Linked DNA regions of Sus scrofa: region 1 is linked to region 2. Evidence: chromatin contacts called from public promoter capture Hi-C data. All regions are on one chromosome and are shown on one strand. The core of a region is the stretch at or near the end of the contact, and the rest is flanking DNA. Distances in the headings are between cores, read along the strand shown. Region 1 holds the start of CHCHD4 (coiled-coil-helix-coiled-coil-helix domain containing 4). Region 2 holds the start of NR2C2 (nuclear receptor subfamily 2 group C member 2).

What was found. Promoter capture Hi-C pulls out the DNA fragments that hold promoters and counts their contacts.
Region 1: a contact with region 2 is called in a promoter capture Hi-C map of fetal skeletal muscle, with 6 times the contacts expected there. The contact joins the promoter of CHCHD4 here to the promoter of NR2C2 in region 2. A contact is called at or near these places in 1 of 5 promoter capture datasets (fetal skeletal muscle) and 1 of 2 datasets of contacts at active chromatin or transcription factors (alveolar macrophages).

The regions. Positions count from the first base shown.
Region 1 is chr13:70,415,232-70,422,641 of Sscrofa11.1, forward strand. It overlaps CHCHD4 (coiled-coil-helix-coiled-coil-helix domain containing 4), which reads left to right and starts at 2,095. Exons shown (of 3, transcript NM_001243499.1): 1 at 2,095-2,288. The coding sequence starts at 2,267. TMEM43 (transmembrane protein 43) reads right to left here and starts at 1,982. Exons shown (of 12, transcript XM_021069380.1): 1 at 1,746-1,982. The coding sequence starts at 1,757.
Region 2 is chr13:69,576,279-69,583,739 of Sscrofa11.1, forward strand. It overlaps NR2C2 (nuclear receptor subfamily 2 group C member 2), which reads right to left and starts at 1,360. Exons shown (of 15, transcript XM_005669805.3): 1 at 318-1,360. It overlaps LOC106505680 (serine/arginine repetitive matrix protein 3-like), which reads left to right. Exons shown (of 4, transcript XM_021069810.1): 2 at 1-210.

The sequences.
Region 1 (7,410 bases), core at 845-3,344, 840 kb after region 2:
CCCTGCCTGCTCCCCACTCACTACTCCAGGATCAGAAGCAATGAGCAGTGAGCTGTGGGAAGAGCTCTGCATCTGGGCCCTGAAAATCACCCGCTGTGTACCCCTGGGTAAGCTGCTCCACCTCTCTGCTCTGGTTTGCTCATTTGGAATGGAGATGGTAACCGTATCAACGGACGGCTGTTTCAGTGAAGAAGAATTCTGCTGCCTCCCTGCTCCACCCCACCATCTTCCTTCTTCCTCACATGGCTTGATGCCCCCAAATGTGGACCGCATTGCTGGGTGAATCAACAAAGACTTGGCAGCAGAGGATACCCACATTCATTTACATTCCTTGACAAAGGTCAGGATACCAACATACCCAAGATGGTCTCTGTCCACTAGGACTGTGCGGATAAACTCTACTTTTTTTTTTTTTTTTTAATGTATTAAGTACGAACCTATAGTGCATTAAGTGTGTTAAGCATGGTTTTCCTTTAAATTTCAGGTTAACTGATCCTATGAGGAAACATAAACCTCAAGAGATTAAGACCACTTGTCAGCCCGACTCCAAAGCCTGCTACGCTCACCCAAGATGTAGCCTGCCAGGCTGGCTCTGCAACCCTGGGCAGGGCCTTTCTCTGCTGGGAAAGTTCCCTATCTGTAAAGTGGTCATTATGGAGGGGGGGCTGGCGGTCTCCTGACTGCGCTCTGCCGAGGGAAGACCCTGGGTCTCCCGGACCACCTCTGAGGCTTTTCTAGGTGCTTTTTCAAAGGCTTCTTGGCCTCCCAGACAATGCAAACTCAGGCAAAGTGTGCTGGGGCTGTGGGTGAGGCAAACCCTGGCTTCTCAGGGGGTGTGGAAGGCAGAGAGGACCTTGGGGACAGAGGAAGGGCCTGTTAAGAGGGTGTGAAAGGCCAAGAGAGAGAGTGGTTAGGACATGCCACCAAAGCAGGAGGGAGGGAGTGCCTCAGCTGGCTGGGCTCCGAGCTGGCACCAGAGGCACTTTTGCAGAAGACAGGAACATGAGTCACCAGCTTCTCCCACACCCAGCACCCTGTTGGCAGGTGCCCCTCGGTTTGTTGAATGAATGTGGGGCTTAAATAGAAAGGTTCCTCAGAAAAGCAGGGAGAAAAGCAGCTGCCTTTCCAAGGGCACCGCCCTCAGCCAGGGCCTTTCCAACCAAGCCAAAGCCAGGAAGACGAGGGGCCAGCAGTAGGGAAATGCTCCCTCTCCCAGTCATGCTAACTCCTCTGCTCCAAACTAGTCTGCCCCTCTGCACAACATCAGAGCCTTGGTTTACATACTCCCTGGAGCGGGGACCTCAGTGCCTGCTAGGACAGTGCGTTTCTGGACAGCTTCACCAGGGCGATATCTGCCTCCCCACACACCCCATGGGGGACTCCTGTCTGAAGTCCCGTCCAACTCTCAAGTCCGCAAATGTGAGAATCCCAAAGGCGCAGGCGGGAACCGAGAAGGAAAGAAGGAGCTGCGCGGAGGCGCCGCACATAAGCGGACCCGGAGACAGAGCCACACCTCCAGAGGTTGCGTCTCTACCACCACGCGCCCCCGAGGAGGACGTGGACCACCGGGTGCTGACCGCACGTACGGACGACCTGGCTGCCCTGCCGGAAGGAGCGGACCCGGGAGCGAGAGGGAGGAAGGGCCGGCTGCACGGAGGCGGTTAGCCGCACAAGGGGCTACGGCGGGCGGCCGGGAGAGTGGACGAGGCAGCCTGGGTGTGGCCGGCGAAGCCGGGGACACTCACGTTCGCAGCCATGGCAGGATCCGGTCACCGCCCGCCTCACTCGGCTCAGCAAGAAAACGGACTTACGGCTGCACCACGGAATCCCGCCACCTCTCGACAGCCAGATGGCGGCCAAAAGGCGCGGGAAGCCCGGAGCCCTAGGATGCGCTACAGAGCAACGCCCCGCAAGCCGCGGTTTTTCTGCTCTCGCCCGCCGCGCCTCCTCCTGGGAAACGTAGTCTGGTGCCCTCTCCGGAAGTTGCAACCTACCCGGTACCTCACTGGTGCACCTGCGCATTGCAGGTCATTCTGGGAATTGCAGTTCCTTCTGTCTAGGGAGTTGCTCGGCGGCGCGCGGCCTGCTGGGAAATGTAGTTCCCGGTTGAGAAGGCCGGGCTAGGAGCTCCGAGGCAGGCGCGCGGAGGGCAGGCCTGGAGGGGGCGGGTCCGCACGGGCCTCCCAGCCGCCCGCCTCGCCGGGGAGAGGTCACGGCGTGAGGCAGCCACCGCGATCACCGCGAGGTTGGAGCGCCGGGCTGCACTATGGCCTACTGCCGGCAGGAAGGTAGGAGGGCGGGGTACCTAGAGACGGCCTACGAGGGCCTGCAGGGAACAGGCGGATTGTGCGGCCCCCGCGCCCCACCACTGGTGCGGAAGATAGTCCTCGGACCCTTGCGTCGGGTCTCCATCCCCGCTTTACAGATGGGCAGCGGGGAGAAGCGAGGCGGTCCAAGGTCACCGTGAGGCTCGAACCCGGACGTCTGAGGGACCACCACGTGAGAGAGCTCTTAAATTAGGCCTGGGGGTCGGAGGAGTGCGAGCGCGCTGCCGCTGGCTCCTAACGGAGAGTTTATAGGTATTAATTGTTACTATGGCGCTTACCCACACCACGTGTTCCGGTTTGCGCCGCCCGTCAACAGTCCTGGAAAGTCGCCCTCGGCGTGCTCTGTGCTGCGGCGTGGAGTACCGCCCGAGGGGACCGGTCAGGCGCTGGTGCGCCCTAAGCCAGGCCCTGTTCATTTCCCGAGAGTAAACAGCGACCCAGAGGTGACTAGGCTAATGCCATGATGCCGGCAAGTCCGGAAGCTGGGGTTGGACCCCCGCGGTCTGATTCCAGAGCTGCCCAGCCTGGTGACCAGTGGATTCCAGGGAGCCTTCCGTTGGGAAGACAACCCCCCAAAAAAACAAAACTAAATAGGTTTCTGTCTATGGTCTCTCTCCTTGTTACCTCTCCTGGAACCCCAGAAGTCTCCAGGCCAGGGGTTCGAGGGCCTCCGCGCACAACCGCTAACTGGCTCTTTGTCCCTGAGCTGTCACCCAGCCCCTCCAAGGCCCAGTGTTCAGTCTTGTAAAATGAGAAGTAGGCCTTCCTTCCTTCTCCACATATTCATGAAGCACCTTTTTAGTGCCAGGTGAGGGTGATGGTGAACACCTGAGACTTTAAAGCTCCAGAGAGAGCTGGAACTCTCCCTGAAATTCTTTAATGAATAGTCTAGCTCCCTCAGGTCATTGAGGGACCCTTAAGCCCAGAGATGGAGGTGATCTACCCAAGGTCATGCTTAGGTAGGAAAACAGCTCAATCTAAAATGCTAGGCCTTTCCCCCAGTACCCCATTCTGCTTCCAGAACCCTCCTTCCCTGGGTCATAAAGTCATAATACTCACGATGTCTCTAATGAGTGCTATTTTAATTGATTGATATTTAACTCTGCCTTGAGCAAAAGTCCTCTGCCCTCACCGCTTTGTTAGAGAGTAGGTCTCTTGTTTTTTATTGCCTTCTGAGTCTACTTTACTTCATCATTTAGCAATTTTTTTTTTTGAGCCTTGTGGGCTTAATGAGGCCATGCAGATAAACAGACCCTCCTTGTCCCTGAGGATTTCTGGAAGTCCAAGGCAGGTGTTTATCTACCACCAAATGGTAGGTCATATCTTTTCCTGGGTCAAAGATCTCTCTTAGTATTGGGGGTGAGAACTGAAAGCATTCATTTTTAGGCCTTCCCTAGTTTTTAATATTATCCATGCCATGGTCCCCTAAATCCTAAAAAACTTCTTTTCTACCTAGCAATTCTTTCTGTTTCCCATGGGACTTAGAGAAGTGATCCCAAACGCCTGATTGAGGGCTTGTGTGATGGAGCCCCCACCTGATCCGTCCCCAGCTGGTCTCTAATCACCCACTGCTGACCAGCCACACTGGCCTCAGCTGTTCCCTTTGCCTGGGTGCATCCTTCCTCCAGGTCTCTTCCCACGGCTGCCTCCTCATCCTTTAAGATTCAGCTTCTCAGTAAGGTCTTTCTTGACCCTTTGTGTCTTTCACTTCCTAAACTATGAAATTACCTGATTTGTTTTGGTCATCTTATTTCCTGTCTTCTAGCAGCATTTCCTGTCTTCTGAGAGCATTAGATGGGCCATACCCCTGGCACCTGGCACCTTTACCCAGTGAACCCGTGCATACGCTTTCCCTCTGTTCTAAGTGAATCACATTGACTTCAGGGGTGCCCTGCCCCTATCCCAGCCTTTGGAGTAAAGGCCTCAGCTGGGTGTTCAAGGTGTTGGGCAGTGTGGACCCAGACTAGCTCCCTGGCCATGGGTAGCACTGTTCTTTCTCTTCTAATGTTGACCCCGCTTCTGTTCAGCTAAACTTTATTGAGCACCTGTGAAGTACCAGCCACTGAGGCATGGCTTTGGTCATAGGTGGGCCATCTGCCCTCATGGTGTGGTGGGGGCTGGGGGGGGAACCTTCCTGGGTTGGATGTGCTGAGAGATTCTGATGTGTAAAGACCCACACGTGTCCTGGGGAAAATGAGACCACCCATCCAAGGGTTTTTTTCTCTAACCTGCTTCATGGTGATAACCTTTCTCTGCTGGGGCGGAGGTCTTCATGTTCGAACCCAGAGTTCAATTTCTCCATTCACGTCTTCAGCAAATACCGATTACCCACTATGTCTTGGGCACTGTTCTAGGCTCTGGAGGTGCTGCAATGAATGGAGCAGACATTTCAATTTCAGTGGGGGTGACAGGTGGTAAACAAATATGTAATTGTAAGGTGAGAAAAAGCAGGTAAATGGTGATGGGAAAGGATGAAGGAGGATGGCATCTGAGCAGGAGGTATGAAGGCAGGGAGAAGGTGGCTGAGAGGGGATCTCAGTGTGTTCCTAGGGGGCAGACAGCCTGTGCAAAGGCCCTGAGGTAGGCGTGTGCTCAGCACATTCAAGTAGAAGCAAGGAGATGCTGAGTGGAGGGAGAAGTGGGGAGAGGGGGTCATGAAGGTGAGGGATGCAGGTCCTTCTGGATGTGCTTGGAGGCAGAGCCAGCAGGATTGGATGAGGGAGGCATGAGAGGAAGATGGGAGTCGGGGACAGAGGCACAGAGTAAAACTGCAGAACTGGGGTGTCTTGGTGTCTGAATGCTCTGTCAGTCCTTCTGTCACCAGCCCCACCCTGAAGTCCTGCTTGCAGAGTGACCTGGGGCCTCCAATTCCCAGTCCTCCCAGGTGTGTGGATGGGGACTGCTCTTCTAGACCGCGCCTCCAGGGGCACTTTGGGGTCAGCTGTCTCCCATCTTTGAGGCAAGAGCAGTCCTCTGTTTTCCCCCTTTTGACATTGACATCTCAGCCTCCCATCTCTTCCAGATGAATGATTTTATGTCATTTGATGCCATTTAAAGTTACTGTGTTTTGGAGTTCCCGCTGTGGCCCAGTACGTTAAGATTCCGACTACAGGGGCTCAGGATGCTGTGGCAGTGGCACTGGTTCAGTCCCCACACCGGGAACTTCCATATGCTGTGAGTGCAGCTGTTAAAAAAAAAAAGTTACGTTTTGAGAGGAATTGCAGGTGAGAGCAGAAACTCACCTCACCTCCTTTGTGTAACCAAACTCTCTTGACTCTTGCCCCAACCGTGGAGGTAGGTGGGCTGAGCTGGTAGGTGCTTAACCTTAGCTCTGAACCCCAGTCCTGTTAGTGCTACCCTGAGCCAGGCCTCTCAAAGCTGGGCTTAACTCTTAGGCTTAGGGCTGCGTTTGTGTTCTTCTCACAGATGGTTTTGAGCCCTTACTGCAACTGGTCCATTAACAAACATGAGCACTGTCTGGGTACCAGGGTCAGGGATACAAAGATAGGTCCCTGCCCAGAAACCACAGTCACATCACCAACAGAACCATACTCTCCCATTGCTACGATATGAATTCGACCCCCAAAGTCCTGTGCTAAAATCCTAACTCCAGGGGTGATTGGTATTAGTAGGTGGGGCCTTTGAGAGGTGCTTAGGTTATGAGCCCTCATAGATGGAATTTGTTTCAGGTTTTTTAAAGGTTGGTTCTCCTATAGAGAGCCCAGCATCAGGGAATTGCTGCTTCCTGAATTGGAGAAATACAGTTTGACATTGATTTAAAATTTTTTCTTTTACTACCTCATGTAAACATCTAAGAAACAAGCTCTTAGGTGGCCTGTGGCCTCCATTAACTCTAAAACCAGACAGATGATGGACTCAATTCTAACAGCATTCGGTTTTTAACGTTATTTCAACCTGGTAGATGGTATTTGACCTGACACTTGAATTGCCCCCACACTGGGAACAACGTGCTTCTGTGCCAGCAGAGAGGTCCTTGCAGGTTACCATTCCCGTGCCACTGTCTGATGGCCACGGTCATCCAGGGCCAGGCTCTGACCAAGGAGCCTTTGTTGTGTGGCTGGGAAGTCACTGGCCCTCCTCAGTTGGGAGTTAATTTCACCCCAGTCCTTCTCTCCCTGGGCTGTAATCATGACAATTTTGACTCGGAACACTTAAGAGGGCATAAAGTGGTGTATCCACATCCTCCCCGATATGCTTTTATCAACTTTTTTAGGTTATCTTGGAAGTGGAAAACAAGCATTTTTATATCTTACTTCACTAGAGAAGTTCCTGAGAAATGTAATGAGACACCCAGGCTAGCTGATTACCTAGTCCCCTAGGCGGCATCATCGTGAAACTTTGTTTTATCACAGTTGGGACTTGAGGGGCGATGAGCACTGTCCTTTTGTCGGTCCTGTGTCTACTCTCAGGCCTTCCTGCTGGGACAGGTGTGCAGTGAACAGCGTATAAGTTGCTCTGTACAAAGGAAATAAAGTAGTACCCACTTCACGGTGCTGGTGTGAGGGGTAAATGAGTGATAGGTGGGAAGTGCATTGCTTTGGGGCCCAAGTGTATAAAAGATGCAGTTAGGTTCTGCCATTAACGATTCTGATTCCAATCCCAGTATGTGGGTTTTTTCCCCACACCAAGCAATTCTCTGACACCAGCTGGGTGTCCTACAGTTCAACTCAGTCAGACGCTGTCTACCTGGAGAGAGTGACAGATAGGTTAAGGGCTCGGTCCTGCAACAACACCCCCTCCCTGCCCCCACAAACTGCAGCTGCCAGTCACGAGTCCAGGTTGTCTCTGCACTTTTGAACCACTGGCCGTAGATCAGAGGTGCCTGCGACCCCCTCCTAGGGTTACTTTGCTATAGTGGCTCACAGAACTCACAGTTTACACACTAGCTTCCTGGTTTGTTATAAAAGGATATGACCCAGGAGCAGCTGCATGGAAGAGATGCACAGGGCAGGGCGTAGGGAAGGAGCATGGAGTTTCCTGCCCTCTCCCCCAACCTCACATGCTCCCCAACCCGAGCCTCCCCCAGGCCTGTCTGCTTGCAATTTTGATTTTGCCGAGGCCT
Region 2 (7,461 bases), core at 110-2,609:
CGGAGCCATCTCCGCCAAGAACAAAATGGCGGCGCTGGCGGAGGGCCAACTGTGAGGCGGGGCCGCGGCCGGCCCCCTCCGCCCCCACCCTCGCGCCGGCCCGACCGGTCAGGGGGAGCCCGCTCGCTTCGCCCGGCCGCGGGCGGGGAGGGGAGGGGAGCGGCCCGGCCCACTATGCAAAGCGGCCGGCGCCACCGCCCCGTGGCAAAGGTAAAAGGGTCGGGTTCAGGCGCCGCCGCGGCGCCTCCATGTCCGCGCGCCAGGCCCGCCCCCTCCGCCGCCGGCCCGAGCCCGCCCCGGCCCTTTTTCAATTTTACCTCAGGATTTGGCGCCAAAGCGGCCTCGGAGCAGGTCCCGTGTCTGCGGCGGGCGGCCCCCGGCGCGGAGGGCAGGACGCGGGGAGGCCGGCTTCCCGGCGTCGGCGGATGGCGGGAGCCCGGGGCCGCGGGCTCGCGGGGCAGCGGGCGAGAGACGAGACGCCGAGGTGGGAGCGGGGCGGCGGGGGCGGGCCCGGGGGCGCCGCCGGGGTCGCGGGGAAGGGGGGGTTTGTTATTGTTTTTGTCAGCGAAAGGTCAGAGTTCGTGACCCCGGTGCCGCCGCCGCCGCCGCCCGCGCGCTGGTAGGAGGAGGGCGAATGTTCTTCTTCCTCTTCCCAGCGCCGGCCTCGCCGCGGCCGCGGGGGGCGGGCGAGCACGCGATTGGCTGAGGCGCGCGCGCGCACCGGAACGCGGCGGCCGCGCTGCTCCATCCGGCCCCACGGCTGTCCGGCCGGGCGGCGGTGGCGGAGGAAGACGCAGGCTCCGCGCTGTTCGCCGGAGCCTCGGCCCGTACCGCCGCCTGCACCGCCGCAGGGCCAGAATGGAGGGTGGAGGCCGCGGTCGTTGGGGTAAAGGGGTGGTTGGTCGTTTTAAAAAGCCGGGACCGCAGGGCTCCGTTATTCGGGGGCCAGTCCGCCCCTCCCGGGTTCCTCTGGCGGCTGGAGGCCAGGTGGGGGCTGTGTTCTCACCGTAAGGTCTTCCACCCGGCGTCCGCCCTGCCGAGGCCTCTGTTTGTGGACTGAGGAAGCGGTGACACAGCGGAGCGCCTGTAGATCGGAAGTGTATGGTTTCTTGGGTGGATATTGAATTCTTTGTGCCCTACTCGGTACAGAGAGTATTTAATTGGGGTTTGAAAGGTCCGAGGATACACCAGCTTCTGGGAGTATCAGATAGTGTTAAAAGCCTCCCAAATCTTGAACATATGATCCAAATCTTTCTTCCATGTGTCTCCTTTTGGAGATGTGAACTAGTAAACGATGATGCTTAAGTGTATCAAGAAACTCTGTGGAATTGCTTAAATATAAATATAATTGCTTCTCTTAATCCTATACATCTTGAGTTACTGGTTTTCATTAGATACTCAATACTGGATGTAAATCTGTGTGCATACTAAAGCCAAACAATACCAAAATGTCAGAGTTTGGAGCAGAGAAAGATTTATTGCAGGGCGTGCAAGGAGACAGGTTGGCTCAGGCCCAAGAAAAACCCCTGAACTCTGGGAGTTCCTGTTGTGGCCCACTGGGTTAAGAATCCAGCTAGTATCCATGAGGATGTGGGTTTCATCCCTGGCCTCGCTTAATGGGTTAAGGATTCAGCATTGCTGTGGCTGTGGTGTAGGCTGGCAGCTGCAACTCCGATTTGACCCCTAGCCTGGAACTTTCTTGTGCCTCAGGCCCTAATAAGAAAACAAAACACAACAAAAACCTGAACTTTTTTTTGGCAAAGCCTTTATAAAGGAAAGTTGAGGGAGGGGCATGGTTAGTCATTGGAAACTTCTTGGTGTCAGCTCCTTTGTGCTAACAGCTCTCCAAAAAGTGTCTTAGTTTGAAGCCACCTGAGCTCTGGGCAGCTCATTGTGGCAGGCTTTGTGGATCCCCACCCTCTTCTTTTGCCCATCCACTCCACCATCCTGAACCCTTCAAACCTATCCTTTCCCTTCTGTACTCTTCCAGTTGCAGGCCCAGACTGGGCCAAGCAGGGTAGCCCAGGCACCATCTCTGACCATGGCGTCCCTCTTCAAGAAGGAAACCATGGATGATGTAATAAAGGAACAGATCTAATATGGAGTCAGAATTTTGTTGTCTTACTATTACCCACTTTTCTTTGATACCCCTCAATCTTGGGGAGAGCATGTGTTGGGCAAGAAAGGGAATAAAAAGTTCCCCTTGTGGCTCATTGGGTTAAGAACCCAACACAGTGTCCCTGAGGATGCAAGTTCGATCCCTGGCCTCAGTGAATTAAGGATCCAGTGTTGCCACAAGCTTCAGCATAGGTCACAGACGCAGCTCAGATCTGGTGTTGCTATGGCTGTGGCATAGGCCTACAGCTGCAGCTCCAATTTGACCCTCTAGCTAGGAACTTGCATATTCCGCAGGTGAGGCCGTAAAAAGAAAAGAATAATATTTTCGATAGTTTAATCATAAACTCGACAAAGGAGCTTGGGTTTAGGGGGACTTGTTTGCAAACTCCAACCCCATTTTCATCCTTTCCTAAATCTTCAAGGTAATGAAGCAGTGACTGCTCTGGCTACTTCCTGCTGAAATGTGTGTAATCCTTCCTTGATTTGGGGAATTGACACCAAGTTGGAAATATTCCCAAGTTCCAAGTCCTGGATCAGAGTCTTGTATAATAAAGATCATTTCCTGAGGAATTGAGGAGAATAAGCCTGAAAACCAATCTGAAAGTGGCATTTTGGGGGAGACTTGTAGCAAGGTAGCCAGTTGTTTCTTTTTATCTAAGTAGGTTTTAACTTCTGATGTAGTAGGTAGAACAAGAGTATTAGCCACTACACTTGTCTCCTTTTTCTGCTAACATCTGGTCTAAAACAGCTTTATTTCCTAAAAATTTAATAGTTACAAGAGGAGACCTGGAGGTTATAAGATTGCAGCTGCCACCTGTCAGCATACAGTGCTTTGAGAGAGGCTGGTGACATCCTGAGTATGACACAGCTCAGAAAAGTCAAGTCCTTAGCAATACAGGAATATGTATGAAATCACATCCACAATGGCCACCTATTTTTACCTTAGATATCTCAACTATAGCTTTTGACTTTCAAATGTATTCCCCTCCTCAGTGGCCAAGGCATATGTACAGTGCACATCCAGAAGGCTATAAAACAGGCTGCTCTAGTCAGTAAAGTTCAAGTTAAGTCATATATAAGCCAGAATGACTTCCCCATACCTCCAAATATGTGCATATTTTTCCATCGTTCCTTTTTTTTTTTTTTTTTTTTTTGTCTTTTTGCCATTTCTTGGGCTGCTCCGGCCGCATATGGAGGTCCCCAGACCAGGGGTCAAATCGGAGCTGTAGCCACCGGACTACACTAGAACCACAGCAACGTGGGATCTGAGCCATGTCTGCAGCCTACACCACAGGTCATGGCAATGCCAGATCCTTAACCCACTGAGCAAGGCCAGGGATTGAACCCACAACCTCATGGTTCCTAGTCAGATTTGTTAACCACTGAGCCACGACGGGAACTCTCTTCATTCCCCTTTTGACTAAACCCTTCAACTAACCAAAACATGTCCCTTGATGGTGGGGTGACTTATGCTTGCCCCGGTCTAGACATGTCCCTCAGTGCTAGGCATCCTTTTTATTTGCCTAGTTAGTAGATAGTCACATTGGAGGAAAATTGATCAGATGTTGTGAACCAGCTCAGAGCTATGTTAATGCGAAACACTTTATAAGCCATCCTTTTTTTTTTTGGTCTTTTAAGACTGCACCCAAGGCACATGGAAGTTCCCAGACTAGGGGTCAAATCAGAGCTGTAGCTGCCAACCTATTCCACAGCCACAGCAACACGGGACCCAAGTTGCATCTGCAACCTACACCACAGCTTATGGCAATGCCAGATCCTTAACCCACTGAGTGAGGCCAGGGATTGAACCCTCATCTTCATGGATACTAGTCGGGTTCATCACTGCTGAGCCACAACAGGAACTCCTGCACCAGCCTACTTTTAATAACAAAATCTAGGAGTTCCAGATTTTGAATAATACATATATATAAACATATATATATTATTTGCTCACATTCACATGTCTCACTTTCAGCAAAACCAGGAAGAAAGAACAGGATTTGGACTTAGGTACCATGAACAGCCCCCAAAATAAAAACTAAAGCAAATGTGAAAGGCCCACTTTGATGTAATAACAGAAGCATTAGGGGCCATTGTTTTTTAGATTTTAGGAAGTACTGAGGTCACACAGTGTTACAATAAAAATGTGTTCTTTAATTTATGGATGCACTAGCTAAAAATCTAGTTTTGCTAAAAATACACCTTAGGGGAACTGTAAAATGAAACAGCTCTGATTATCCATACTTAATTAACTAAGGCCGGTGTTATCAAATATCAAGCAAATAAATGCAATGCAACACGGTCTCTCAGAGTCATAGTTCCCTAGCACCAAGAAGGGAGATTCCCAACCAATACCCTGTCAGTCCAAAAGGGGAGAACCCCACACAATGCCCCATTAGAGATGAAGCTGATTGAATGACCAAAGCTAGTTCAAAAGGGAAAATCACAACCAACACTTCCATAGGTGAAGCCCAAAGCAATAGTGAAGGATACCCTGGTGTCGTCACAACAAGCCCAGTTACTCACCAAAGATGTCTCTACTAGCCATTGTTAAGTACTGACACACACACAAACAACAAACATCCCACAAACAAAGTCACAAGCTGGCTTACCCCAAAACGATAAACACAAAAACACAAGCTACAATTGCACAGACAATCAGAAGAGATACAGTCTAAAATTCTACTTCTATTCCCAGAGGCCTCCAAAGAGACTGGCCCAGCTCTCAAAAGAGAACAGACCTGGAATGGCTCACTTCCCACAAGGGCAGCAGCCCAAATGAAGTGAAGAAAATTCCTAGCCTGTGCCAGTTAGAGCAACTTACCAAATGGGGACCTCAACTCAGGATGTTTCTTAGCTCCAAATAGCCTCATGCGTTGGGGCAGCTGGTGCCAGTCCGGGACAGTCCGTTTGAGATCCCTGGAGCGAAGTGAACTCTGGCAGCTCCTGGGACTCAGGGAAGGAGTTGCTTCTGGCTGAAGTCAACCTGATATAGCCACAGACTCCTGGCCGGCTCACCAGAATTGTTACCAGAAGCAAGTCCATGTATCTGACCCACAGTGAGACCAAATAAAACTGGAACATCAGAGTTTGGAGCAGAGAAAAGTTTATTGCAGTGCCATGCAAGGAGATGGGTGGCTCATGCCCAAGAAAAAACCCCAAACTCCCCAAAGGCTTTTAGCCAAGACATTTTAAAGTCAAAGTCAGGGAGGGGTATGGTTGGTTGGTGGCAAACTTCTTGATGCTGGTTGACTTCTTTGGTCAAGCAGCTCTCACATAGGTCAGGTCATGATGTTCCTGTAAGCCTTCAACAAAACAAATGTTATTCTCTGTTCTGCATCTTTTTATCTCTATATGAATGGACTCTTAAAGGTCAGCAACTTGGAACTAGGCTATCCTGTAGGTTTTGGGCTATAGGCAACATTCTTTTACAAAAGGTGCACAGTCAGCATGACCATGCTCACATAGCAAAGAACAAAGGTTAGGAGTTCTCCTGTGGAGCAGAGGGTTAAGGATCCAGCATAGACACTGCAGTGGTTTGAGGCACTGCTGTGGCGCAGTTTCAGTTGCTGGCCTAGGAACTTCCATGGGTCAAGGGCATGGCCAAAAAAAAAAAAAAAAAAAAAGCACAAAGATTAAAACAAAAAGAAACTGAAGTTCCTGCTGCATTGTACTGGGTTAAGGACCCAGTGTTGTCTCTGCTGGGTCTTGGGTAGCTGCTGAGGTGTGGGCTCAATCCCTGGCCCAGAAAAGAGGGTTAAGGATCCACCAGTGCCGCAGCTGTGGCATAGGGTCACAGCTGCGACTTGGATTTGATCCTTGACCCAGAATTTATATGCTGCAGGTGAGGCCCCCCCCAAAAGTAAGAAAGAACAGATATAATATGGAGTCCGATTTGTTCTTCCTATGGCAATATTTGTCTTTTTTAGGGTTGCACCTGCAGCATATGGAAGCTCCTGGGATAGGGGTCAAATCAGAGCTGCAGCTGCCGGTCTACACCATGGGCATAGCAATGCAGGGTCCTAGCTGCATCTTCGAACTACTCCACAGTTCAAGGCAACACCAGACCCTTAACCCACTGAGTGAAGCCAGGGATCGAAGCCACATCCTCACAGACTGCATGTCAGGCTACTTAACTTGCTGAGCCACCATGGGAGTTCCACTTCTTTTTTTCCTTATTATTTCTATTTGATGGAAATACTTTAAATAAATCCATTTTACTTCCTTGCAAGGAAGTGGGAAAAAGAGTTAAATTTATAATGTCATGGTAAACCACAGATCCTGAAGCTGGAAGGCATCTCCAGAGATAATACAGTCAAAGTTTTTTCTGCCAGAAGAGACAGGTAAGAACCAAAAAAGTCAAGTGATGTGCCTAAGGGAACACAGTATTTTGATGGTAAATCCTTATAAATAAACATGGAGTGCATTGTAATTGTGTCCTCTTTTTCAAAAATTAAGTTTTTAATGTTGTATGATACTTGAGATATAACTTTAAAATACACGTATCAATGAGTTTTGAGGATTTTTTTTTGCCAACACAGTTGTACTATATTTTGAAATGAATACTAAACATTAATGTTTCCATGATGGCTTTTAGTTTTCTTAATTTTCTCCGTTAAATACTCAGCAGTTCTGTGAACAAGGCACCATTATTTCATCATTTTACAGAGGTGCAGGAACTGAGGCCCAAATAGATTGAATAACTTTCCCAGTGCTAGAGGGTGCAGAAAGTAAAGCCATCGCCATGGTCTAGTCTTTTTTTTTTTTTTTTTTTTTTTGGTCTTTTTAGAGCCTCACGTGAGGCATACAGAAATTCCCAGGCTATGCCACAGCCACACACGATCAGAGCCTCCTCTTTATCTACACCACAGCTCACAGCAATGCTAGATCCTTAACCCACTGAGCTAGGCCAGGGATCGAACCCGCATCCTCATGGATACTAGTTGGGTTTGTTATTGCTGAGCCAATGGGAACTCCCTAGTCCTTTTGACCTTAAGGTTTATGTTGTAAACCATACTCTGTCAGTTTCCTGTTTGTAACAGTATTCAGTAAATTTCCAGTTAGAGGTTAGTGATTTAATAGTAAAAGTAATAGCAAGTGTTCATAATCTTAATGGGCTTGAGCATTTTCCTTCCCCTGAAAACAGAAGCACATGTACATTTACACGGATTGCCAACAATATCAGCAGGTAACAGCTGAGATCAGCACTGCCACAGTGCCATCTTTTGCTCCTTTGTGTTTTCAATGGAAGTATTTTATTGAGAACTATAAGTGGTTTTGTAACACTTGGTGGATTTTATAATCACGAAAAAATACACATGCTGTGTTAATACTAGTTATACT